Linked DNA regions of Mus musculus: all the other regions are linked to region 3. The links are chromatin contacts, called in public Hi-C, HiChIP or PLAC-seq and promoter capture Hi-C maps. All regions are on one chromosome and are shown on one strand. Each heading gives the region's core, a stretch centred on a gene start, on an enhancer-like site or on the middle of the called end of the contact. The rest is flanking DNA. Distances are from core to core; before and after follow the strand shown.

The links. Promoter capture Hi-C pulls out the DNA fragments that hold promoters and counts their contacts. Hi-C and Micro-C count contacts between places; a contact is called where the count stands out from the background. HiChIP or PLAC-seq counts read pairs in DNA pulled down with a chosen protein or histone mark.
Region 1: a contact with region 3 is called in an H3K27ac HiChIP or PLAC-seq map of a colorectal cancer cell line, with 23 times the contacts expected there. The contact joins the enhancer-like site here to the promoter of Efna5 in region 3. A contact is called at or near these places in 2 of 39 promoter capture datasets (both in liver), 1 of 15 datasets of contacts at CTCF or cohesin (the NIH/3T3 cell line), 2 of 484 Hi-C or Micro-C datasets (epidermal suprabasal cells and uterus) and 8 of 115 datasets of contacts at active chromatin or transcription factors (the NIH/3T3 cell line, cardiomyocytes, a colorectal cancer cell line and 4 more).
Region 2: a contact with region 3 is called in a Hi-C map of the N1E-115 cell line, with 5 times the contacts expected there. The contact joins the enhancer-like site here to the promoter of Efna5 in region 3. A contact is called at or near these places in 3 of 484 Hi-C or Micro-C datasets (the N1E-115 cell line, cerebral cortex and cortical neurons) and 3 of 115 datasets of contacts at active chromatin or transcription factors (the 230-238 cell line and neural progenitor cells).
Region 4: a contact with region 3 is called in a Hi-C map of cerebral cortex, with 3 times the contacts expected there. The contact joins the enhancer-like site here to the promoter of Efna5 in region 3. A contact is called at or near these places in 9 of 39 promoter capture datasets (the C10 cell line, the HPC-7 cell line, hippocampal neurons and 4 more), 5 of 484 Hi-C or Micro-C datasets (cerebellar granule neurons, cerebral cortex, cortical neurons and 2 more) and 6 of 115 datasets of contacts at active chromatin or transcription factors (the 230-238 cell line, astrocytes, embryonic stem cells and 1 more).
Region 5: a contact with region 3 is called in an H3K27ac HiChIP or PLAC-seq map of heart atrium, with 6 times the contacts expected there. The contact joins the enhancer-like site here to the promoter of Efna5 in region 3. A contact is called at or near these places in 6 of 39 promoter capture datasets (embryonic stem cells, hippocampal neurons, liver and 2 more), 1 of 15 datasets of contacts at CTCF or cohesin (the NIH/3T3 cell line), 4 of 484 Hi-C or Micro-C datasets (cardiomyocytes, cerebral cortex, cortical neurons and 1 more) and 14 of 115 datasets of contacts at active chromatin or transcription factors (the NIH/3T3 cell line, T-cell acute lymphoblastic leukemia, a colorectal cancer cell line and 11 more).
Region 6: a contact with region 3 is called in a promoter capture Hi-C map of second pharyngeal arch cranial neural crest, with 4 times the contacts expected there. The contact joins the enhancer-like site here to the promoter of Efna5 in region 3. A contact is called at or near these places in 4 of 39 promoter capture datasets (the 3T3-L1 cell line, liver and second pharyngeal arch cranial neural crest), 1 of 15 datasets of contacts at CTCF or cohesin (the NIH/3T3 cell line), 3 of 484 Hi-C or Micro-C datasets (cerebellum, pancreatic cancer cells and reprogramming fibroblasts) and 13 of 115 datasets of contacts at active chromatin or transcription factors (the 230-238 cell line, the NIH/3T3 cell line, astrocytes and 9 more).
Region 7: a Hi-C map of cardiomyocytes shows a contact between it and region 3, with 2.3 times the contacts expected there. The contact joins the enhancer-like site here to the promoter of Efna5 in region 3. A contact is called at or near these places in 3 of 39 promoter capture datasets (embryonic stem cells, liver and pre-B cells), 1 of 484 Hi-C or Micro-C datasets (cardiomyocytes) and 8 of 115 datasets of contacts at active chromatin or transcription factors (the NIH/3T3 cell line, cardiomyocytes, craniofacial prominence and 5 more).

Annotation. Positions count from the first base shown.
Region 1 is chr17:62,377,645-62,381,003 of GRCm38.p6, forward strand. No RefSeq gene overlaps it. Among named protein-coding and RNA genes, the nearest start is that of Gm25800, 78 kb to the right of the region's middle. Within about 2 kb of position 1,592, at least 17 of the 459 cell types and tissues checked have an H3K27ac peak or open chromatin away from gene starts, as enhancers often do. A contact at or near this core is called in a colorectal cancer cell line, where this site is marked.
Region 2 is chr17:63,266,590-63,270,152 of GRCm38.p6, forward strand. The region is part of intron 6 of Fbxl17 (F-box and leucine-rich repeat protein 17); the gene reads right to left. Among named protein-coding and RNA genes, the nearest start is that of Gm41607, 29 kb to the right of the region's middle. Within about 2 kb of position 1,337, at least 21 of the 459 cell types and tissues checked have an H3K27ac peak or open chromatin away from gene starts, as enhancers often do. A contact at or near this core is called in the N1E-115 cell line, where this site is marked.
Region 3 is chr17:62,879,445-62,882,795 of GRCm38.p6, forward strand. It overlaps Efna5 (ephrin A5), which reads right to left and starts at 1,873. Exons shown (of 5, transcript NM_207654.2): 1 at 1,562-1,873. The coding sequence starts at 1,686.
Region 4 is chr17:63,283,788-63,286,967 of GRCm38.p6, forward strand. The region is part of intron 6 of Fbxl17 (F-box and leucine-rich repeat protein 17); the gene reads right to left. Gm41607 reads right to left here. Exons shown (of 1, transcript XM_017317745.2): 1 at 1-3,180. Among named protein-coding and RNA genes, the nearest start is that of Gm41607, 12 kb to the right of the region's middle. Within about 2 kb of position 1,699, at least 66 of the 459 cell types and tissues checked have an H3K27ac peak or open chromatin away from gene starts, as enhancers often do. A contact at or near this core is called in cerebral cortex, cortical neurons, forebrain and 3 more, where this site is marked.
Region 5 is chr17:62,543,455-62,547,018 of GRCm38.p6, forward strand. No RefSeq gene overlaps it. Among named protein-coding and RNA genes, the nearest start is that of Gm25800, 88 kb to the left of the region's middle. Within about 2 kb of position 2,132, at least 19 of the 459 cell types and tissues checked have an H3K27ac peak or open chromatin away from gene starts, as enhancers often do. A contact at or near this core is called in heart atrium and pancreatic cancer cells, where this site is marked.
Region 6 is chr17:62,496,803-62,500,040 of GRCm38.p6, forward strand. No RefSeq gene overlaps it. Among named protein-coding and RNA genes, the nearest start is that of Gm25800, 41 kb to the left of the region's middle. Within about 2 kb of position 1,744, at least 2 of the 459 cell types and tissues checked have an H3K27ac peak or open chromatin away from gene starts, as enhancers often do. A contact at or near this core is called in second pharyngeal arch cranial neural crest, where this site is marked.
Region 7 is chr17:62,411,466-62,414,654 of GRCm38.p6, forward strand. No RefSeq gene overlaps it. Among named protein-coding and RNA genes, the nearest start is that of Gm25800, 44 kb to the right of the region's middle. Within about 2 kb of position 1,251, at least 15 of the 459 cell types and tissues checked have an H3K27ac peak or open chromatin away from gene starts, as enhancers often do. A contact at or near this core is called in cardiomyocytes, where this site is marked.

The DNA of each region.
Region 1 (3,359 bases), core at 342-2,841, 500 kb before region 3:
AGATTGCCCTCATATGATGAGTAGGGTATACATCTTTCACATAGACAAATGTATTTGTAAAAAAAAAAATAGCTGCATGTGTATAATAAATACCAACTGGATGGCTTTTTATTTTAAATTCATCTTGACTTTTTTTCTAGACAAAAAGTATTGATATCATTGATATTGGACAATGCCTCACTATTATCTGCTCAATGTGGTTGAGCTAAGGAGATTCAACAGAATTACCTCAAGTAGAATTTACACAAATGCTAAAAGGTCACCATGAAGCACAATGAAGACATTTCTGTCATACATGCTTATGTGTGACATTATACATAATGTATTTTTGACTCTTTAATAAGCTTAATTTGTGTCCTCATATTCTTAAGAATTGTTCTTTTTAACTAAATGTAAGAACCAGAGAGTATTTTTTTTAGATCTAATTGTTTTAGCGGGGAATTATTTAAGAGGCCTGAGCATTGAGAATGTCTGTTGGCCACCCCCTAACTCTTCAAAAAATAGTATTCATTGCTTAGCATTCATTTCCTACTAACAAATATGTACTGAATATCATCCATACTCACAGACCTCTGGAGGTAGTTTTGCAAAGTAACTTAAATCTACAAGTGGTTTTCTAATATCCATTGATCCATGCATCTAGTCAGCAAACAATTTATTTATGGTAGCCAAATGTAAATAGATAAACATACTGAAGATTACATACATGAAATTCACAATGTCACTGGTAACACTCAAATATCCACAGAAAGTTAACACACACTGTCATTGATAATTGTTGTTTGTATAAGATCTCAGGCAACCGGTGGGACACAGATACACCCAAGAGAGACAGAAAGGGAAGAAGAAATGGTTTAGAAGGAAAGGAGCCACTTAGAAAGTGCTACAAATTGGATGGCCTTTATGAAGACCATTAACACCCACAGGACCCAAAGCTGGGATAGGCACTGTAGACTCTGAGAGTAAATTAAGTGGTGTGAAGCAGGGCAGAAGCCTGGAAATTGCTCACACGTAGGACTTGCAGTTTCTGGAACCTGAGAGACAGATCATGTCCACCACACCCTCTTCCACTCTGTTGTGCCTTTTGAACTTTTATTTAAACCCTAAATATTTTGTAGTTAAATGAAGGAGTGTTTTAATTCATGAAAAATTCACAAAAGGAATTCCTATAATCTCAAGTTTACAGGGTCCCCCCACTGCCCAGAGGAGGGGGAATCTCCCTGTCTATTAGATTCTACTTCCCCACCCCAAATTATCCAGTTCATTTGAAAAAGTAAATTTTTAGCAAATCTTGGTCAGAACAATCTAGAGCTGATCTATGCTACTGCACTGTCAGAGGCCTGTGCATCGCTCTACTGCTTCCCTTGGCCAGCTTCAAGTCTTGCCCTTCCTTGGCAGGCTCAGGAGGGCGATCGTGTTCTGCTCCAGAGCCCTGATTTAAATGTTTAACACATCTCCAAAGGTAAAACGCCTAGTGATTAAGAAGTGGAATGTAAGCCAAAACTTTGAATCAGTTAAAAACAGAGTAGCACTTTATGATGTCATTCTTTGGGTGTGGTCAGTCAGACGCTTCCATTTACCTCAACTTCAGTCACACACTGAGCTGAGTCATTGACTCTGCACCAGGGTATATCTTGGAGTATTTATACGGTGCTCTTGTTTTCAAGACTGGAGGGTTTCTCCTGAAAAGTTACCCCCATGTACACTCACTGAATTTCGACCACAGACATGATTCCCGGGTAATTAAAATATTCACTTTTTTGAAGGAGACAGAGAGAGAGAGAGAGAGAGACAGAGACAGAGACACAGAGACAGACAGAGACAGAGAGAGACAGAGAGAGAGACTCCAAGGATAACAACACTATTAACCTTCTTAGATAACAACTGGGTATCAAAATTATCTGTAAAAGCCTTGGGCTTTTTTTTGGAGGGGGGTAGCTTTTTTTGGGAGTGAATATTTTTGCACACACTGTCATCATACACCATGTAGGAATAATTATAATCATTAACCTGAGTCTTATTAAGCAACCTGCTTATTAATATGTATTGCCATTCACTATAAGTGCTAAGTTGTGGCAGAAAAACAAGAGATAGCTGAATAAAAATGGCATTCCAGGCTTCGGTAGCCTTATTAAAATATTTAGAAAGTAAAGCTAATGATTTCACCTTTCTTCTCAAAACACACATCCTCAAACCCTCCTAGCCTTTCAAAGAACATGTCAGCTCAGTGAGATTACATAACGTAATATATAAGGAGAAAGCAGAATGCTTACAAAGAAGCTTCAGATGGTGAATTCTTCATACACAGAAGACAATGAATAAAATCAATGGCTTGATCAAAATGCTTGAAAATTCCTGAGTTTCGCATTCCAAATGTGACATTTGGAAAACATGAGCTCAGAACCCACAAACCAAAAGCAGATGAAACCTTTGCAATGGATTCTAGCAAACTTAGAGTTTCCCAAACTCTAGGGGGCAAATCCTATGGAGTCAAGTGCTGGTTTTCACAACTGTAGCCTATTACCAACCAAATCAGAACCAACCAAGGAGCAGGTCCCCAAGACAGACAGACAGACAGACAGCACCGTTGCCAAGGTCAGCAGCAAGACTGAACTGCTCAACGTCGAAAGGCATATAACCATACATTAAGTTAGTAGCTCTCTTTTAGAAACTCTCCCCATTAAGAAAGCAAAAAGGAGCCTGAAAACCAATTTCATGTAAGAAAAGGAGTGAGAAACAAACATATCTTAAAGAAGCTAAAAATAAAAAGATTACAAAATCTAGAAAAATTATACGATAGACTTTTATTTGATAATATTCTCAGACTCCTTTAGTGCCTTTCTTTCCATTTTAATTGTACTTTTTCTTACTGCTTCTTATGCTATCTTTTTCTATAACAGGAACGGAAAGACAATTTATTCTTGCTAGCAGTGGTTTAGAGTTCGTTTTACTTCCCAGTCACTGAAATGTATACACATAAAACTTCAACAGAAGCATAATCATTGTTCGTAGAACTGCTATGAGTTTATGGATGGTAACACACACACAAAAAAAAAATCTGATAAGTTCTTTTTTACTTTTGCAAAGTTCCCATTGAAATTTACAAACAATGAAGGGTAGCATCCAGTTCATAAAATCGCATCACTTCGTATATTCATAAAAGCGAACGTCCACACCATAATGGCAAAGTTGAGTCTTCAAGTTAAAACTTAAACATCTAATTTGAAATATTTTCTACAAGCTTGTCTTCCGAGTTTATATTCTTCAAACCATGTTTTTCATCATTCCCGGTGCTAAATATGAATCAGATTTACACTATAACAAAACCTCTGGCCTACACACCTGGCGACTCAACCCAA
Region 2 (3,563 bases), core at 87-2,586, 390 kb after region 3:
TCAAAAGGTTTTGCTAGGGCTGGTTTGTTCTCTCCCTCTCTCTGTTTGGTCCTATTCTGGTATATTTAGATCGTTAACCTCATTTTACACACACACACACATATATATATATCCTGCTTGCTTCCTAAGGAGGGACAGAAAGGATGTAAATTCTAATGGGAAAAAGGTGAGGGAGAAACTTGGAGAAGTTGTGAGAGGGGAAACCATATCAGAATATACTGTATGAAAAAAGAAATGATTTTCAGTAAAAGAAAAATAGAGGGAAAAATACTGCCATAGGTAAATGACTCTAAAATCTATCTTTTACTTTCATAGAATGAATACAAAGAATTAGAGGCAGCCAAAGTCAAAAGGACAATTGTTAATAAACTGGGGGACAAATTTCTATAACGATCGCCAGTCATTTTTTGTCATCTAGATGAACTTTAAAATGTTATGAATTATTCTTCTTTTAATTTGTGTTCTTCAAAATAAAATTTTTATTTCTATAAGCAGGGAGAAAAACTAATTAGGAGACCTAGAGTTAATTTAACAAGTTAGCATATGTCTATATCTAGGCTAGACAAGAATGCATATTTTATTTTGAAAACATGAATGTGACGTACATATATTTAAGTCAAAGAAGATAATGAGAAATGAGTGGTGTGTGTGTGTGTGTGTGTGTGTGCGCGCATGTGCAAAAACAAGGGGACTTTTCAAACAAAGGGGACTTTTCAATTTTGGGAGGAAATAATTATTAAAGGCTACTTTTTATTGTATGTATTAATAGATTTTCATGTACATGTTTTGTGCCACAACAGGCATGAAGCAGAAACATAAGCTCAGTTAAGAGTAACAATGGGAATCATTTTCATTAGAAAGCCAGAAACTGTAATTCAAGTGAGAGATCTGCCTGACCAGGGAGGAAGTCAGACCTCTTCTTCCTCTTAAACTAACCAGCTGGTAAAGCAGATGTCTCTTTGCCTCCTTCGTTTCAAAAGACGCCATGCCCCTAACAGCTGGGGGAAGACAGAATGAGAGCTGGTGACTCCTAATGTTGATCACTGTTCTTTTAAAACTCCCCCCATGCAGATGCCTGAAAATAAGGTTACAGTGCTGAGGACCTAAAAACATCTTGAAGATAGAGGACACTCCCTTGGTCTGTAGAAACAGTCTCATACAGAAACTGTCCCCTCTAAGTTAGTGCCTTCCTTTTGGTGTCTGAGTGACTGCTCTACTGTGAAGAGACACCATGATCATTCAAGGCTTACAAATGAAAGCATTTAACTTGCTTGCTTACAGTTTTGGAGGTTTAGTTCGTTATCCTCAAGGCAGAAGCACAATGGGATGTTAGAGAAGCAGCCACATCCTGATTCACAATTGGGAGGTGTGGGGGAGGGGTCGCACTGGAAGAAAGTAAAGAGAAACTGTGCCTGGCACAGGTTTCTGAATCCTCAACACCCCCCCCCCCCACACACACACACACACTCTTTCTCCAACAAAGCCACACCTCCTAATCTTTCTCAAATATTGTCATTCCCTGATGCCTAACCCATCAAAGATCTGAGCCTATGGGGATCACTCATATTCAAACCACCACACTGTCCTAAAGGTGTTTGTTTGAATACATGGCATATATATCAAATTAAAATACTTTGAAGTTATGGTATTTAAGTATAAGTATTTCCTAAATGTGTTGACTTGATTAGCACTGACAGTTTTCATGAGGACAGTGCTAATCTCTAAGAAGTGTACAAAGCTCTTGAAAACCACTGCAGTCTTCAGAAACATTCATTATTAGAAGGTATTTAACAGACTGTCTCTATTACTTACAGTTTTATTTTTCATGCTGAGAAATCCAGAGTCCTTTTCATCACCACATTTAGAAAGAAAAGTCCAGAAAATGAAAAGTCAACAGAGGTGACTTAATCAGGATGTACCATATCACTACAACTGCTTTGGAGCCAGGGAATGAGAAGCAGCTGCCTGTGTTCCTGTCATAGCTATTGAGTAAATCAAACAGAGCTCGTTATGGTAAACCCATTAGGGCACACCGTCCTCAACTGCTAACATCTCAGCACTTCTAACAACAGAGATGTATTGACGTTAACATCACTTAATTAAAACACAGAGCTTGCTTTGGACAGCTTCCTCTACCTCTGGTCCTTATTATGTGCACAGGGGAGCCTGAGAGAATTAAGTCTGACTAGTTCCAGAGTGAGCAAACCATAAACTCCTCCAAACACTGAGATCCAGGCCCAGAGCATTCACCACCCCGTGCCTGCACGTGCAGTGTGGCTTTCCTTTAAGGAAGCACCTTCCTGGAAATAAAACGCAATCCTCAAAGAACGAGTTCAGATATATAAACCCTAGATGTTCCATAATTTTGCTGAAAAAGCAGATAGAGAATGTCTGAAACATTTTATTTAATAAGCTGAATAGCTGAGGTTTCTCAGTAGTGAAAATGCAGCCGCAATTACATAGAAACTCAAACACTTAGACCAAAACTCTCAAAGCGTTAGGACTTCCTCAGTTCCACCACTGAGACCCAGCTCCACTACTGCATGCATGACCTGAGCGCTAAATCAGTGCACTACTCAAGTGTAGCCTGTGACTTGACTGCCATGCAAGAGGCTTCAAGGCACGTCTCCAAACAAGGAGTGCAGGTCTGAGGATTGCAAGTTCACCACATTTTACCTATCCTTATGGTGTCTGAGGTATAACACTGCTCTATAATGGCAGAACAACCCACTTCAGAACGGAACAACTGAAAACCAAAAGCTCCATTTGTGTTCTATGTCCAGTAAGCTTATTCCAAATTAGACACGGAACAGAAGCCATCACTGCCGTCTCTGCCTGTGAGGGTCGCTGGAATGCCTGCTAGCCATCCACTGTTCATCAGCCACCTGATACCACTTTAGTTCCAAAGCACTTGGTCCTCGGCTCTCCCTCCTCCCCTCCCCTTGTTCTTCTCCTCCTCCTCTCCCCATTTACTCCCTTTCTTCTTTTTTTACTCTTTTCTTTGATTCTCAAAACATACTTATTAAACTGTTCTTTGCATCAAAGCAAGACCAGTACAGAAAAACCACAACTGAAATGGAGACTTAGACAGCCAAGTCCCAGTGGATATATCCAGGAAATGCTCACGTGCCTAGGGTTCAGGGAACATGGCAGAAGACAGGAAGGCAAGAGCCAGAGGACCAGGGACTTGGCTGTGATGTCATATCTCCTAGTGATGTCAGAAGTTATACTCATATTCCCACCAACTTACCAGCCAAGCGAGGGTGTCACAGGGAGCACACCAAACCCGACAGAGGCCCAAGCCCTACTGAAAGAACCATAGCAACAGAGTAAAGCAGGGAACAGGAAAGGTGGTCGCTCCTCTCAAGGGAAGAGCACACCAACTGGCTATCCAGGGCGAAATGATCACTCCTAAAAACACATACCACCATATGGACTCAACAGCTAGGAACATGCATGCTTATACAAATACCTATAAGCATGCAATAGCAATTAGTGAAAAGGAGCCCATGGATTTGATGGAGAGTGGAGAGGGGTATATGGGAGAGTTTGGGGGAGGAAAG
Region 3 (3,351 bases), core at 623-3,122:
TTATTAAAAAACGCAAACTTTCAAGGATGAGCTAGGCAAGCACTTTAGGCTACCTGGGTGTGACTGGGCCGGCCGGAGTAACAGGGTGGGGCGATTTCTCCCTAGGATGGGCAATCATGAGCGTTCCTGGAGAAATCAGCTCTTCATCCCAGCTGACCCTTGACAACCGGGAAAACCTCTGAATTCATAACAGAGGGAAAGCTGGAGGCGCTAGAAAGGGCTGGTGGGAAACTGAATTGTAGGCGTCCGCCGGCCCCCTCGCCTAGAGCTTTAGATGCGCCACAACCACAGGCTCAGTCCTCGGTCTCCCGCCTCTTTCCTCACAACTTCCACTTCAGCCCAGAGAAAAACCTGTGATCCTAGGTACAAGCGACACTGCCTCCCTCCCAGAACAACACACCAATACTACCAGCCCACAGCTGAAAGCAGAGCGATGTGGGCCCAGCGGGACCGACTGCTGGGTCCAGATCCGGGAGAAAGTAAGGTTTGGGAGCAGCCCGGACCAGAAAGGGTCTGCCTGGTGCTGTGGACGACCCTCCTCCCCTCTCCGGGGTCCAGGATCGCAGGGTGGCTGCGGCAAGCTAGGGCCCAGAGCGTGCGCTAAGGAAGTCCCCGGCGCCCGCTTCCAGCCTCCCGCCAAGCCCGCAGGCTTTGGGGTCGCCTAGACGCTGTCGCAGGTAACCACGCGCGTCCCTCCAGCTGCACAGCGCCAGGCCCCGGGGCGAAGGCTCCCACCTTCCGGCTTGCCAACTCCAGCGGCTCGCTCTGCACTCGTGACGTAACCCGGCATTCGATCAAACTTTCTGGCACCTTAAGCCCACTGGGGGGGAAAGGAGGGTGCCCGAGCTGGGAGAATCCTTTCCAGGGCCAAGCGCGATGGGCCTAGACCGACTTGGCGGTGTGTGTGTGGGGGGGGGGGGGGTCACCTAACAGTTATCTCGCAGTTAAAAAGAACATTAAACCCTAAAGCTTCCGCTTTCCACTCACCCATCCCTCCAACCCCCCTTTGCTTCCCTCTAACCGGTACGCGCTCTCTCTATGCGCGCAAGGAGGTAAAAGAAGGCATTATGTTTAAGTAAAAATTTTAAAATTAAAAAAAAAAGAAAACTTTGATGCTATCTATCAGGATCCCGGCCTCAGCCCCGCGCCCCCCAGGCTCCAGGGAGGACCTCTTGGCAGTACGCACCCGAGGCTACCAGCACCCAAGCTCTAAGCCGGGATCCGGAGGTGCGGGCCAATCTCCCCGACTGGGAAGCGATGGCCCGGGTCCGGGGCTCCCGCCCATTCCCGTGTCTTCCCCGCACCCGGTCGGAGGCAGCGGCTCCGCGCAGCCCTGGGGATTGCTAGCAGCCGCCGGCCCTGCCGCCCTGGCTTAACAAAGAGCGGCGCGGAGCGAGCGCTTCCCGCCGGCGCCGGGCGGCCAGCGGCGTCTGGCGACGCAGGCTCCGAGGGCGCGCGCTGCCTGCGGCTGGTGCGCGCCGCTCCCGGCCGCCGTGTCCCCTGCTCCCGGCCCAGGCCCGCGGAGCCCGAGCTTTTGGCGCCCCCGCCCCGGCCACCTTACCTGGGGTTGCTGCTGTTCCAGTAGACGGCGTAGCGGTCGGCGACGACTTTGGAGCCCGGGTCCTGGCTGAACACACACATCCAGAGCACCAGAAAGAGCAGCGTCAACATCTCCACGTGCAACATCACGCCTAGCCAGCGGCGGAGCCCCCGACGCGCCACTCCGGGGAGAGATCGGGGATCCAGGGGGAGGGAGGGAGAGGGGCAGACGAAGAGAGCGGACGCCAAATAAATAGGAATAAATACGATGAAGGGGCGAGAGGCGCGCGGCGAGCGCGGGAGGAAGAGGAAGAGGAGAGAGAGAAGAAGGAGGCAGTGGCTGGGGCGGGGGGACAAACTCGCACCCCCACTGAAGGGCTCGGGAGGGGAGAAGAATCACAAGACGGAGAGACGCGTGCGTGTGTGCGGTGGCGGCGGCGAGGGCGGGGGTAGGGGTGCGGAGCTGTGTCTCGGGCGGCGGCTGCAAGCCGGTCACCCCGGGAGAGGGAGGTGCGTGCGGGGCCGGGCGGCGGCAGCGCGGGTCGGGGCAGGCGGCGGCGCGCGCTGCACAGTCACGGGGAGTTGAGCGCCGCGGCTGCGGGGAGACATACACCGGCCCGCCGGGCCCGGCTCAGTGTCGGCGCCGCGGTCTGCACGGGCTTCCTCCGCCGCGCTGGGCCCTCACCGTGCGCCCCGCTTTGTTCCAAGTTACTTTGGCGGCCGGAGAGAAACTGCAGGAGGAGGGCGCTGTGTGGAGGGGGGCGGGGGGGGGGGCGTCCTCACACTGGTGTCCCCAGGAGGCTGGAAGCAGTCCGGAGCCTCCCTTCTGTGCCTTGGCCAGGCGACCCCCCGCAAGGCTCGCAGGAGTCCTGTGGACTGCGGTACCCGGAGGTGCGCAGAGAAGAGTGGCGATCTGGATCCGCAAGCCCGGCTCTGCCGGAGTCCTGGAACTGCCCAAAGCCGCAGCCGAGCGCTCAGGCGAGGAGAGGAGGAGCGGGTCTTGCTTCGGAAAAGGCTCCAAGAAAAGTTTGGCTCTTCACGTCTTCCAGCAGGTCCCCAAAGGAGTCCGACCGCAGAGGCAGAGCGAGATGGCACCCCCGGGCGCTGGCTGAGTCGGGGATTTCTCCTGCTAGCTTGTCTTGGCCGGGTGTGGGTGCCGCGGAGTGAATGAAGAGCAGAGGTTGTGAACCAGCCAGCCAGGCGGGGCCGGGATGCCCAAACCTGCAGGGCGACGCCAAGCCAACTGCCGGGCTGAGAAGCGAGAGGGGAAACAATCACTTTCGGATGGAGCCCTCCAAGTCCGGGATGGGCTGATGACAGTCTCCGTTCGCCTTCCGGGAGAGAGGCTGAACCCCCGCACGGCGTGCCCAGAGCCCCGGGGGGGAGCTCTCAGAAGTGTCCCTGGGACTCGGACCTCTCCGGCCCCAACCCCAGCAACTTGTAGAGATTCATCAATCAGTTTGAAACCGGGAGGGAAAAAGGGAGAGGGAGCACACGCGAGCTGCTGGCACCTCCCCGATGACTACATCAGAAAACCTTCCCGATCCGGAGCTGCCTCCTCCTTCCCTCCTTAGGCACAGCAGTAACGAGAGGTGAAAGCCACCGACCGAATCCTAAAACCTCTGCCCAGGCGGGAAAATAAACTTGAGTGCAGCGGCGCGAGCAGCCTGGAGAGGTTGGGAAGACTGGCGAGAAGTAGAAAGGAGGGGAAAAGTCAGTTTTGCAAAAGAGGAGGGAAAAAAAAAAAAAAAGAAAAGGAGAGAAAAAATGCTTTATGGGAAAAAAAATCTCCTCGGGCACGCCCCCTCGTTA
Region 4 (3,180 bases), core at 449-2,948, 400 kb after region 3:
AAAGTTAGAACAAACAAACAACCATCACATGTCCAAACTGGGTGAACCAAGTGTTTTTATATCCATAATGTTCTCAGAGTGTTTACCACAACCCTACTTTTGAAGACCTCAAAATAACACTATACTGTAAAGAGATGCTACCTGTATTTAAAAAAAGTGCTGAGATCAGAATTCAGGGTGATGCAAATTTTCTATCACAGCACATGACATTTATTTAACATTTCCTCCATTGTTAAGAAGAAAGGAATAAATAACATTTATGCCCATTATGTGGCAGAAATTCAACCTATGTAAAATTTAAATAAATTATTTTAGTAAACAACTCACAAAGAAATTCGAGGTTTCCCCGAGTTCTAGTCCTCTATCCCACATAGCATAGATAAACTAGCTAATGAAATGAACAACTTGTTATCTAGCAGGTGTCATAATGACTTTCTGGTAATCTCTGTGTTATTTCAACCAACCTCAGGAACATGTGGCAGGAACCTATTTTCTCCAATCCAGCCCTGCCTTTAGTGAGGCCAGTTAGTCAACAGTGAAGCCAGCTTTATCTTACTCACGGTAAGAGCTGGTGTGGTGACAAACCACAGGGTTTGGAGAGTTTTCATCTCTTAAGTCGGATGCCACAATAGAATGACAGAACTTCAATTGCTGGAAAACAACTGGGGGAGCTTATGAGAACTGGTGTTTGTTTGTTGGAAAGCTGATAAGTCAACTTCCAGGACACAATGCGTGACTACTCCTGGCTGTGCTGGCCTGCTTCCCCTTCCCCAAACTGCTGTGTAAACAAACAGCCATAGTTACTCCATTATATTTCTATTTCATCATTGTTTTGTGAAAAATCAAAATCATAACTATTTCAACTAGGAAAGCTTTGCATGGTTCTATCTAACTACCCGCACCCTGTCAGTTTTGTTTTGGAACACAGGATAAAGATATTTTAAATGCACACTTGTGGGTAATTTACATATCCACATCAAGGAGTTTCCGTGACTTTCTATGATGGTAATGTGCCCAGATTCTTCAGGTACATTCTGACAGACTCTAACTGTGAAATTTACATTCCATTTTCAAAACTAAGAATCAGAAAAGAAAGGCAAGTGGTTATGTCACATTCGGTCTTTGCGCTGAAAACATTCCTTCGTGTCTTTGCATTCAGGGGGAAGTGCTCATGAGATCCCACCAGTCCCGGAGTGGAGATGAACTGAGACAAATTTAGACCTTTCACTACAAATACAGATGGAGCAGTAAACATAAAAAATCGGAACATCCGAAGTTCCACAGCAAAAATCTGTGATTAAAACAGCTTTCGGTGAGAGATTTGGAGGAGCAGAAGCAGTGAGTGTCAACGCTGCTCTCCAGTTTAGGGAGGTTGTTCCTGAAGCCTTTGATGTGAATTCACAGAAATAAAAATGTAGGTCTATACCGTTTTTCTATCAGCTACTTTTTGGGGTGTACACAGAGGCACTCAAGAACCTCTTCAGAACTCTGCTTCCACAGTCTCCTTGTGAATGAGTGCCATAGCTAGAGCACAGAGAAGGCCGATGTGTGTACACAGACCTCTGTCCGCGAGCCAAGATTCTATTTCCAAAGAGACCCAGGGCCTTCTTTCCGAACAATGCCATGGTTAGCTCAGCATACTGACACAGGGCCGGTGCCAGGGCATTTAAGCCTTTGGATGTTATACTATTCATTACTCCAAATGATGCTTGCCAAAGACCAGACTGAACCCATTCAGTACTAAGTTAGCACCAGGCCCAGTCAAAGCAGGTCAAGGAAAACATGAACAAGTGTTTTGTATGCAGGATCCAGCTGCTGGCAGTAACTATTAGCGAAACGGTCCCCAGCCAATTCCTCTCGTTTAGAAAACGGCTTCTGAGCTGAACTGATGCACCGGGTTGCTCTAGTTCAACATTAACCAACACAAAAGAGGAGAAAATGCTTAGTCATCTAGAAAAGACACTGTGTTCATAATTTTCCATGCATGCTTTTCTCGTGGTTCTTAACTGTACATACAATGGGGGAAATACTAGATTGAAAGCACCAACTTCTACTCTCCAATTATACTAACCAGTGGCTTTTACATTAATTAAGAAAAATCACCAAAGCTACTAACAATACAGAATTGTGGTGCCCTATATACAGCACTCAAAAATCCAGGAGAAATGTAATGGGAATGGACAGACACGGAGACAGAGATAGAGATAGAGACAGAGAGAGATATAGAGATATATCTATATATCCATATATCCGCTGCATACACACACACACACACACACACACACACACACACACATTTTGTTTGCATTTCAAGACAGACATCAGAAAATAAAGCACATCTAACATATATCCCAGGGTGAGACCATAGTACAAGTTGCTGGGGCTCCTGTGAGATGAGCTGAGTCCATCTGAACTGTACCCTGTCATATCATCTGAAGGATGGCGGGTTAAACACACCATGTTTTATTTTTTAATTTTTTTCCTCTGAGAGGTGGCCATTACAAATTAAAGCATTTCTGGTTTTTGGTTTTGTTTTGTTTTTAAAGGTTTATTTATTTACTTTTATGTATATGAGAACGTTATCCCTGACACATCAGAAGAGGGCATCAGATCCCATTACAGATGGTTGTGAGCCACCAGGTGGTTGCTGGGAATTGAACTCATGACCTCTAGAAGAGCAGCCTGTCCTCTTAACTGCTGAGCCATCTCTACAGCCGTGCAGTTCCATTTTTAAAGAGTGAGGTTTGGGGATATGGAATATGGAAAGCTGTATGACAGTATCAGACATCCCAGCACCCAAACACGCAAAGTTAGAAGTAACATATACTGTTTTTGAAAACTAAAGTTGTTAACCCCAAATTATTTCCAGTTTCAACTTAGGAAAATAAATTATTACGAGTTTAACTTCATTTGACTAAAATAGCTCTATTTCTCCCATTTTTAGAATCGAGGCAACAAATCAAGAATGTGGTAAGGAAATCGCTTTCCAATCACGAAGACTGGAATCTATCTTGATTTCAACATTCCCTGGAACTTAAGTCAAGATCTTTATATCTGAGCCACTGTTTCTATAGCTATAAAGAGAGAACAATGCTCACACTGGAGCTTTGATTTGAAGTGTACATGGTGAAGGGTGGATCTCTAGGCAACTCAGCTCTATGCATCTGGAGACAGAGGCTG
Region 5 (3,564 bases), core at 882-3,381, 340 kb before region 3:
CCCCCCCTCCCCAATCCGTCCGGAGCAGCTATTCAATTAACAAGCTGTAGTCTTTCCTGTGATGCAAACAGAAAACACCAAACATCCTACTTATTTCAACTAAACAGTTGAATTTTCTCTGACAATAAAACAAATAAATGTCTTAAGCGTTGGGCTCATCGGCTCATAAATTCAAAAAGGTTTACTTGATCTCATTTCCATCAAAATTGGTAACATCTGGGAGGCCTCCTCTAACATTTCAATGGACATTTAGAAATAATACTCTTCCCTATATTTGGGTATGTTACATGTGTTTCGCAGTTAAGTTTTCTTGGCAGCAGTATCAGAATGCAGTTCCATTTCCACAGGAAGCATAGACAGCGTTCTGGTTGACTCAAATCAAATGGGAAGATTCTGAGCACGGTCTAGGCTGTATCTCCCAGCGCTGCACCTCCCCGTGACTGCAGGAGAGGACAATGCCTTCTGTCTGGGTGAAAGGCAATTGCACCTCACTCTTGTCCTTGGGTTTGGTATAGGGCTCTACCCTGAAGTTGACAGCCACCCAGACCTTGCTAAAAGTCAGCTTAACGCATCTGGAACGTGGCAGAGAAGCCCTTGGGAGTCGAAAGCACTTCCTTCTCCTGGTCTCTCCCAACTCTGTCCCTGAGTTAAGTGAGATCTTCAACAAGTGGAATACTTACACTTTTTTATCTACATCCCCTTAGGAATGTCGTCAACTGAATTATGTTTTAATATCATGGTGTCAGCTAGCAAAGAGGATTGACTCGAGGGGGGGAGAGGGAGGGGGTCGAGCTGAACAATCTTTCTGTCTGACAGAAGCAAAGAAGAAGACACGGTTCAAGAATCTACATAAAAATTTCTCTTTGGATTTCCATCCTGAAGTAATATTTTTTTTCCCACACGCTAATGTTTGCGCTTGTGTTTGGGTTAAACAATGGAGGTTATGTAACTAATTTATTTCTGTTCTGCTTTTAGGAGCCAACTTTTTTCAAGTCATTTCAGTTCAGCGACAACTAAGGAATTTTCTTATCACCCACCAACCCAGTGATGTAATTCTGATGCTTTTATAATTGTTTTATATGGCTGTTTATATTTGTCTAATCACATGTTACAATTCCACTTTTGCCTTCAAGCATCCAGGGCACAGGATGGTAATTAATTCTAAGAACTAAAACACTAGTCTAAAATGTCTTTCTTTTAAAAAGGAGTTCTAAAGGCTCTTTAGACGGCCCAGGTAGTCATCACATCTGAAGTACTCGATGACAAAGGAACAGCAAAAATGAGCACATGGCTCAGGAGGAACAGAGTAACAGAGACCATAGATGGTGCTACACATTTTTTTTTAATCAATTTATTTTGAGTTCGGTGACTCCCAGAAGACTACAAAATTCAAAAAGAAAGTGCAGACAAATTCATGCTTGTTGCTCACATCCGCAGAGTATTAATAGCTTTTAGAATTGAAATTGTTTTATTAATTTGATTAGGTTGATGGAAAAAAATCCAAGGCTCATGAATAATTCAGGTCGCTGTCAGATCCTCCGAAGCCTCATGGAAAGTACTGTTATACCTCAAAAAATGCCCTCAGAGTAGACCATACATTTAATTTTCAATAACATTGATTTATAGTTTTATAAAGAAAAATAATAAATATAATGAATTACCCCCATATTTCCTGATCTCAGTCACTATAAAATAACTGCTGTAGTTTTACATTTCCAGTGTGAAATATTAAATGCATAAATCAAAACAAAATTATTTTTCATCTAGAGAGGGGGACTGGTTCCTGAGACTGACAAATTCGTTTTATTTTTAAATTAATGTTTTAACGGGGAAGGAAGGAACTCCTGTGAATCCTACTAGTTTAGGAAGAAAAGCCAAGTTCTTACATTTCAGTCCCTTTGCCTGTGATGTTTTTCAAACAGGTACGGTGTGTGATCTTATTACAATCCCCACAACTAAGCTAATCAGGAGCCAAATTGTGCTTGCTTGCATGAATCATTTTCCTTTTCCAGCTTCCTTTCTCATGACGTTTCCTTTTTCCATAATTGTCTCACTTTAAATTGCCACCCAGAGATAAGCTTCGCCCACAATACGTTTCGCCGGTGCCAGCAGACTGGCGTGTTTGCAATTCCAATAGTCTCTTCCAGCTCCGACTAAGCAGTCATGTAATGAGAAGAACATTATCGAACAAGAACAACTCAGGAGAGACACAGGTTTCTAAATAGGCAGAAACAGATGTGGCAACTTCTACATTTTATCATCTCCCTTACTTAGATTTCATTGAGAATAAGAATCGGTTTTTGCAACCTTGTTTTAAAAAGTAAATTGATCCCATTTAAATACCTCTCCACTTTTGTGCATGCTCAGTATCTACCCACAATAGCTTTCAAAAGATGTGATGGAGGCTGACTCCTAAAAGAAAACAACAACAACAACAACTAAACAAAACAGAACAAAACAAAAAGCTTAACATGTGAGTAGCTCTGAGTTAACCAGCTAAAAAGAAATTTAAACCATCTAATGGCCATGAGATTGTAAACATAGCTGCAGATTGTCTCCAAGGCTCAGCTCTGTACTAAGAACAGATCAATTGAAATCAGCTTTAAAAAAATCTACTAAGGGCTTTTTATGATTCTCCAAATGTTATGTATATCATTGTTGGTTATGGATATCTTTGCTCATTGATTCAAAAACTAAGTTACATATCAATCTTTTAATTAAAAAATTGGATTTGTTAAATGGCTAAGTACAAAGTTACCTCTATTGGAAAATACTGAGTGTAGAGGGAAGAATATGAATTCTTAGATTCACCTTTGCAAAACTCAGCGCAGTTTTAAGGTGTTATGTCTTCTGGAGGAGTTTCAAGATGAGAAGAGAACTCAGGGGTCCTGAAACAATCGTCTGGCAGAGATCTGAACAGGCCTCCCTAAAAATAACAACGGGCTGTAGACTTCATAAACATTTTTAGAAATTAAATATCTGCTAACTCGTTCCATATGGAAGCAAATTCACAGCGCCCAACATGTTGTTCAATGAGATCATTATGACACACCCAGCAAGGGAAGACGCTAAGTCCCTCCAGCCAGTCATTCACGAGAAGCCGGAGGAGAGAGGTGATCATGAACTTCTGTTTTAAAGGCAAAAGAATTATCTCAAGGAACTACATAATACTGTGGCTTTAAAGCTCTATGGGCAAGCAGGGTTTTTCCAGGAAATCTTTCAAAACCCCCATTAGTCTCAAACACTCGTTAAAAGGGGGAATAGCAAAATTATTAAAATTTCAGACATTAGTTATAATTTCATATCATGAATGGATTTGTATTTTTCCATTTAGCAAAAGGGATAATATCTTATAAGTCTATTCTCATGATATACTTAACTCACACAGAATCAGGGTGAGTTTATTAACATACAAAATATTGGGCTTCATTATGGCACTTCTTTCAAACAACTTTTTACTGTTGCTAATTCCCCCAGTGCCTCTTTGCTCCTCTCTGCTTTGGTGTCCCTTGACAACCCCCACCCCTCCTATTTCCACTCCCTCAAATATTCTTCCCTTCTTGT
Region 6 (3,238 bases), core at 494-2,993, 380 kb before region 3:
ATTCAATCTTCTGGAATCCATAGCCACTATGGCTCAAGATCTTCAAACCAAGATCCAGATAAGGATCTCCAAGCCTCCAGATAAGGGTCACTGGTGAGCCTTCCAATTCCGAATTGTAGTTCATTCCAAATATTGTCAAGTTGACAACCAGGAATAGCCACTACACAGACCTACAGCATTAAAATCATCAGATGCTTCTAAGAGGTGAAGACCTATACCAGCCACCCAGACCTACTGAAGCATTGTTCATTTTAATGTGCTCCTAACTGATTAATACACGCAGGGAAGTTTGAGCTATTGCTCCGAAACAACAACAAGTACATCAGGCCAATAGCATTTCCATTTTATAGATACCCATGTGGAGGTAGTCCAAGGAAAATGTAAATATTTTAATTCGGAGAAGACTGTTTTTGATCACACTCTTTATAAAACTAGAAAAATAAAATAAAACAAAAACAAAACAAAACCACACTAGATTCATAGACTTTAGTGTACCTCAGAAAGACTTTTTAAAACACACCTGAGAATTAAAGTTTTAATGTAGAGTGAAGGAACCCTATGCTATTGATTTGAGTATAAAATGGTTCTTCCAATGCACATATGTTAAAGAACAAGTCTCTAGCTGGTGGCATTATTGATTGGATCATGAGAATGATAAGTTCATCAATGGGTTTGATCATTGGTGAGTTCTTAATTGAACAGGGTGTTAGAAAGGAGTTGTCAGCCTGCTCAGAGGAAGTACTTCGCTAGAAGAATACTCTTGGAAGGAAGGAGTAACAGTTCCTCTCTGTCTCTCTGCTTTCTGACCAGGAAATGGGAAATGCTGTTCGTTCTAAATTCTTTGCTATGATTGTTCATCTCCTTTCTTAATTACTTCTCTATTGCCAGGACAAAATACCATAACCAAGGAAACGTAGAAAAGAAAATGTTCAATTTGGGGTGGTATGATTTCAAAGGTTTAGAGTCCATGACCATCATGGTGGGGTACATGACAGCAGGCAGACATGGTGCTAAAGAGGTAGCTAAGGGATACTTCTGATTCACAAGCATGAGGTAGAGCAGATGAGATGGGGCCTGGCATGGGTTTCTGAAACCCCCAAACTCACCCCCAGTAACACACCTCCTCCAACAAGGCCACACCTCCTAGTCCTTGCCACACAGTTCCACCAACTGGCAACCAAGCATCAAAATATAGGAGTCTATGATGGGGGCAGAGCATCCACATTCTAACAATTATACCTGCTACAGGTCCCCAACATGAAGCCAAGCCACAACTGACTGAAACCTTAAAATGGAATCAAAGTGAATCTACCATGCCATGAGTTGTTCCTCTTAGGCATTTTTAACACAGCCGCAATAGGTTAACCCTTCCCTCCAGTCCCATGGACACCAGATTGTAAATACTACTATCCTTTTATTTCCCCTAGACTGCTCAATGGTATATGTGTTTTGGAGATTTAATTTATTTCCATCATATAAGGAGATTTGTAATGAAAATGAACTTTATTTTGGACAGATATGTTAGAGATGGATGAATTGTGTATGAGTGTTTATATGTCTACACACAGATGAAAACCTTCTTCCAAACACTCCCAGGGCTCTGAGAATTTTACAACCAAATATCCTTTCAAAAAGACACATTAACAAAAGGTAACATTGTTCGTGGGTTCGTCCCCACACCTGTTAGCAGTTGAATCTAATTATTCCACAGCTGGTCCTACTTTGAGATTCTTTCACTATAATTCATTATTCCTTTTTTCATATTTTTTTCCTGGTTTCATGCCGCTCCTGCTGCTTCTGCACAATGTATATATCTTTAAACTAAGAGGACATGCTTTGAAAGAACTCTGGAGGAGCCATTAACATTGTTTCTTTACATACCACTTTGCAGTTGAATTTATTTAAACTGACAGTCGTGGTCATTGGGAACGGAAAATTCTAAGGGCAAGAAAAGCTTTACTACTTGGCTACACCTCCATTGTTTTAAATTTTTTTCTGGTCTGTGGGTAGTTTAGCTGAACTCATAAAGGATTGGTTTTTGTACATATTTGTGAACTGGAATGCTAAATATTGTCCTTCTTGGGGTAGAGTAAGATGCACTTCCTGGGTTGGAAACCAGAATAACTGGATAGTTTCACAAAACGATCCTGATCAGTTAGTACAATAGTCTGGAAAGGATAATGGTAGAAACTTTAAAATGTAAAGGCTAACAAGAAAGTAATGGCTGCACAGACATAAACCCAAAAGTAAACACATACATGTCATGGGCACATATCACCATCAAATGGCCAAGAGAATAGCTGAGTGTTTACTCATAAATCCAAATGAAACTTTCCCTGGATATAGTATATAGAATCCAGGTCTTTCTAAAGTGCCAGAGCATTTACCAAATTCTAAATGAAGTAAATATTGAGGTCAGCAATCACATTTAAAATCCATTTAAAAAGCAAAGCAGGGTACTAGGCATGTAGCTCAGTGATAGAATGCAGATCTGTTCTGTGTGAGGCTCTGGATTTAATCTCCTGGACACCTCTCTGGAATTGAGAAGGAACAAAAGGAAGGAAAGAAGGAAGGAAGGAAGGAAGGAAGGAAGGAAGGAAGGAAGGAAGGAAGGAAGGAGAGAAAGAAAGGAAGGAAAGAGAGAAAGGAAGGAAGGAAGGAAGGAAGGAAAGAAGGAAAGAAAGAAAGAAAGAAAGAAAGAAAGAAAGAAAGAAAGAAAGATTACAAATGCTGTTCAATAGCTTTATCTATGAAAATAACATAAAAATTAAATAACTTGCTATTTCTTTATTAACCCTAGAAATACAGTATTTTCTTTTACTTTTCCTGAATTCAAATGAGTAGATTCGTTAAGGTCACACTGCAAGAAAATGTGCTTAAAGTAAACACCTCAACACCTATATATAGCATTAAAACTACATAAAAACCAGGCTTGTATAAATTGCTCTGTAAATGAATTTGGATATTTAGTGACTACACTGAGATAATAATGAGGCAGTCTTACCAAGTAGTGTGCTGGCTAGTTGTTATGTCACCTTGACACAAGCTAGGGTCATCTGGGAAGAGGAAATCTTATTTGAAAAAAATGCCATCACAGGATTGCCCTGTAGACAAGTCTACAGGCCATTTCCTTGATTGATGTGGGAAGGTCAAGATCATTGTGAGGAGTACTACTCTTGGGCAGTGCTCCTAGTTACTTGTTAGAAGGTAGGCTGGGCACACCATGCTAACAGAGCCA
Region 7 (3,189 bases), core at 1-2,500, 470 kb before region 3:
TTGTCTCTCGGAGGTTAAAAGCAAGTCCTTACTGCTGAAAAGATTGTACACATTGGAAAAAGGTTTCATCTGGCTCTAACTGGAAAGTCTTCTGTCTGTTCCAAGGTATCAAAAAGTATGCAAGCTACCAAGGGAGAGAAGCAATCCATAGCCTAACTAGTTGTGATGCCTATGAACTACAATGGCCAGCATGACAAAACATGCCTAAAGATACATGAGTGTCACTCACATGTTGGTAGTAAACAATGACTGTCTAATAAGACTTAAGCCTTGCTCATCATAAAGGAAACCACAGTTGGCCAACTACCCTAGGTTAGAGGTCATGGAAACTAACACTGCCAGTTTGCTGTACCAGTATAATTCCTAACTACATTTTAAACCATATCCTTGAAACTACGGTTCAGCCTACCAACCATATAGTTATAGATGAGAAAATATTTCTGTGCCTGGAGAGAGGAGTCAGCCAGCAGGTAAGAACCCTGGTTGCTCTTCCAGAGGATCCAGGTACAATTCCTGACACCCACAAAATAGCTCACGACTATAACTCCAGGTGATCTGACTCCTTCTGGACTTTACCACCTGCCAGCATACAGTGCAAAGATGTGCAGGCAAAATACACATGGGTATAAAAAACAGAAATAAAATAATTTAAAAGAAAATATTACCAGCCAAAGCTTGTCTATGCTGTTGTGCCTAAGTCCTAAGGGAGAGGCAGAATCACCTCTTTATGTTTGAGTGCTTCTTGTTTAAAAAAATATTAATTTTTTTTTCAAATTAGGATGCATCTTTCTCTTATACTCCAGAACTTGTAGTCATAATTAACCCTTTTCTGCAGTTGATGGATTGCCACACATTTCCTCTAAGGTAGAATGATCATAATTAAATTTCCCTTCTTGGAAAGCTTAGTAATACGTGTCTTCTTATGCACTGCATCCTACTAGGATTAATTATGAAACACTCTATTGGGGGGGATCAGGAGTCATTGTTCGGTGGCTAGAGAGTTCTACTGTAGAGAAATAAAACAGCTCAGGAGACGGCAGTGGAACAATGCCAGTGAAGTTAATATTACTAAACTCTATGTTTAAAAGTGTTAAAATGCCTAAGTTTGTTCTATGCTTATGTGTCACAGTAGGAATTTAAACTTTACATGGTAAATAACTCTATCACTGTCAAAAAAAGAAAACAGGTCCTATCCAGTGTAAGCCAAAGATGACTTCATAGTCACGGCTGAGACTTGAGACAAGGCATTGTTTTACAGGTTCCTGGTTTGGGGCTGCCCAACTGCAACTTTCAGTCATGTTCCTTTTTCAATGTCCAAGTGGCAGTCCTCCAAAAGGAAGTTTACCTGCCATCAGGCATGCCGCCAGCCTTTCCAAAGCTCTTTCCTTCGGCCCTACGTCCAGATGAAGCTGCCCTGTCATCTATTTTAGCCTCTTCGTTGGAGGCACTTGGAGAACAGGGAATTTCTCATAGCAATCGCTTGATCCCCAGGGGCCCGTGCTATCTACAAGGAGGCTGAATCACAGGCTTCTGGGTTGAGAGACCTTGAACAACACTGTGACCTTCCCAACACCCGCACGGCCACTCACAAGACAAATTCGCAAATGCTGTAGGTGCTATTACACTTTAAATCTCTCTCTCAATTCCTTCCCTCGGGAACAGTTCCCTAAATAACACCGGCTCAGAGTCTAAATGGAACAACTTTGTTAAGACACTTTTTGCTCTCCCTGGCTTTTACTGAAGTAAAATCGGGAAGAATGTTCTTTGTTATAGTGATTTTCTTACAATATTTTAAATGTTACCTATGCTTTGAGGAGTTCATACACTTGTACACTAAGTTGTGGTCATAACTCCTCCCTCCTCACCCCTCATCCAAATCCTACCAATCACTGCCTACTTCACCTCTCAACTTCATACCCTCTTTTCATTTCTCCCCTGTGTAACCTACTGAGTCCAGTTATTGCTGCCTGTATGTGCATGGAAATAAGATAGTTTACTGGAACATAGACCACCTACAAGAGGACACAATGACTGCCAGAGGACAGAGAATTAGGTTTGGAAGGACATTGCTAACCATAAATTTCCATCTTGGGTTGGAGAGGTGGCTCAGCGGTTAAAAGCACTGACTGCTCTTCCTGAGGTCCTCAGTTCAATTCCCAGCAACCACATGGTGGCTCACAACCATCTATCTGTATTGGTATCTGATGACTTCTTCTGGTGTGTTTGAGGACAGGAACCTTCCCCACACACACATTCCCAAGCTCCCAGGGACTAAACCACCAACCAAAGAGTACACATGGAGGGGACCACGGCTCCAGCTGCATATGTAGCAGAGGAATGCCTTATCTGGCATTAATGGGAGGGGAGGCCCTTGGTCCTGTGGAGGCTCATGATCCAGCATAGGGAAATGTAGGGTGCTGAGGCAGGAGTAGATGGGTGTATGGGGGAGCACCCTCATAGAAGCATGGGAGAAGGGGCATTGGGTGTTTGTGGATAGGAAACTGGGAAGGGGAATAAATAAAATAACAAATAAAAACAATTTTTTAAACACAGATCTCCATTTCTTTCGTAGCAAAATAATTCATTTTTCTGAACTTCCTTCAGAAGATTTAAGTTCCTGTCTTTACATCAAAGGTATATAATCTTTAGGTATTTTTTTGTTTCAAAATACTTACATCTCTCCTGAGTTACAAAGGAAAGAGCACTCAGATTATTTTACAGAGTTTTGATTTCTCTCATTGCCAACCATGATACCATCATCTTCTCTACTGATTATTTTATTTATTTACATTTCAAATACTGCCCCCCTTCCTGGACTCCCCTCTGCAAACTGCCTTTCATCCACCCTCCCCTTTACTTCTAAAAGGGAACTCACCTACCTACCTACCCACCCCCACCTTAACCCTCTAGCATCCCCCTTCCCTGGGGCAATAAGCTTAAAGAAAACAAGTTCATAGTATGGATTCATACACATGGATTTACTGTGCCTTGAGGTTGTTTACCTTTATTGTCAATTTAGCTTTGTTGGTAATTCTTATTTATATTGATCTTAGTCAGTCTGATGGTCCAGATTTTACCATTACGGTTTCCTTGTAGCTAACACCAACTAATTATTCTGATCTGAAAGAAAATGGTGGTGGTGGTGGTGGTTACACATATTAATCCTACAAGCATGACAAGATGACTACA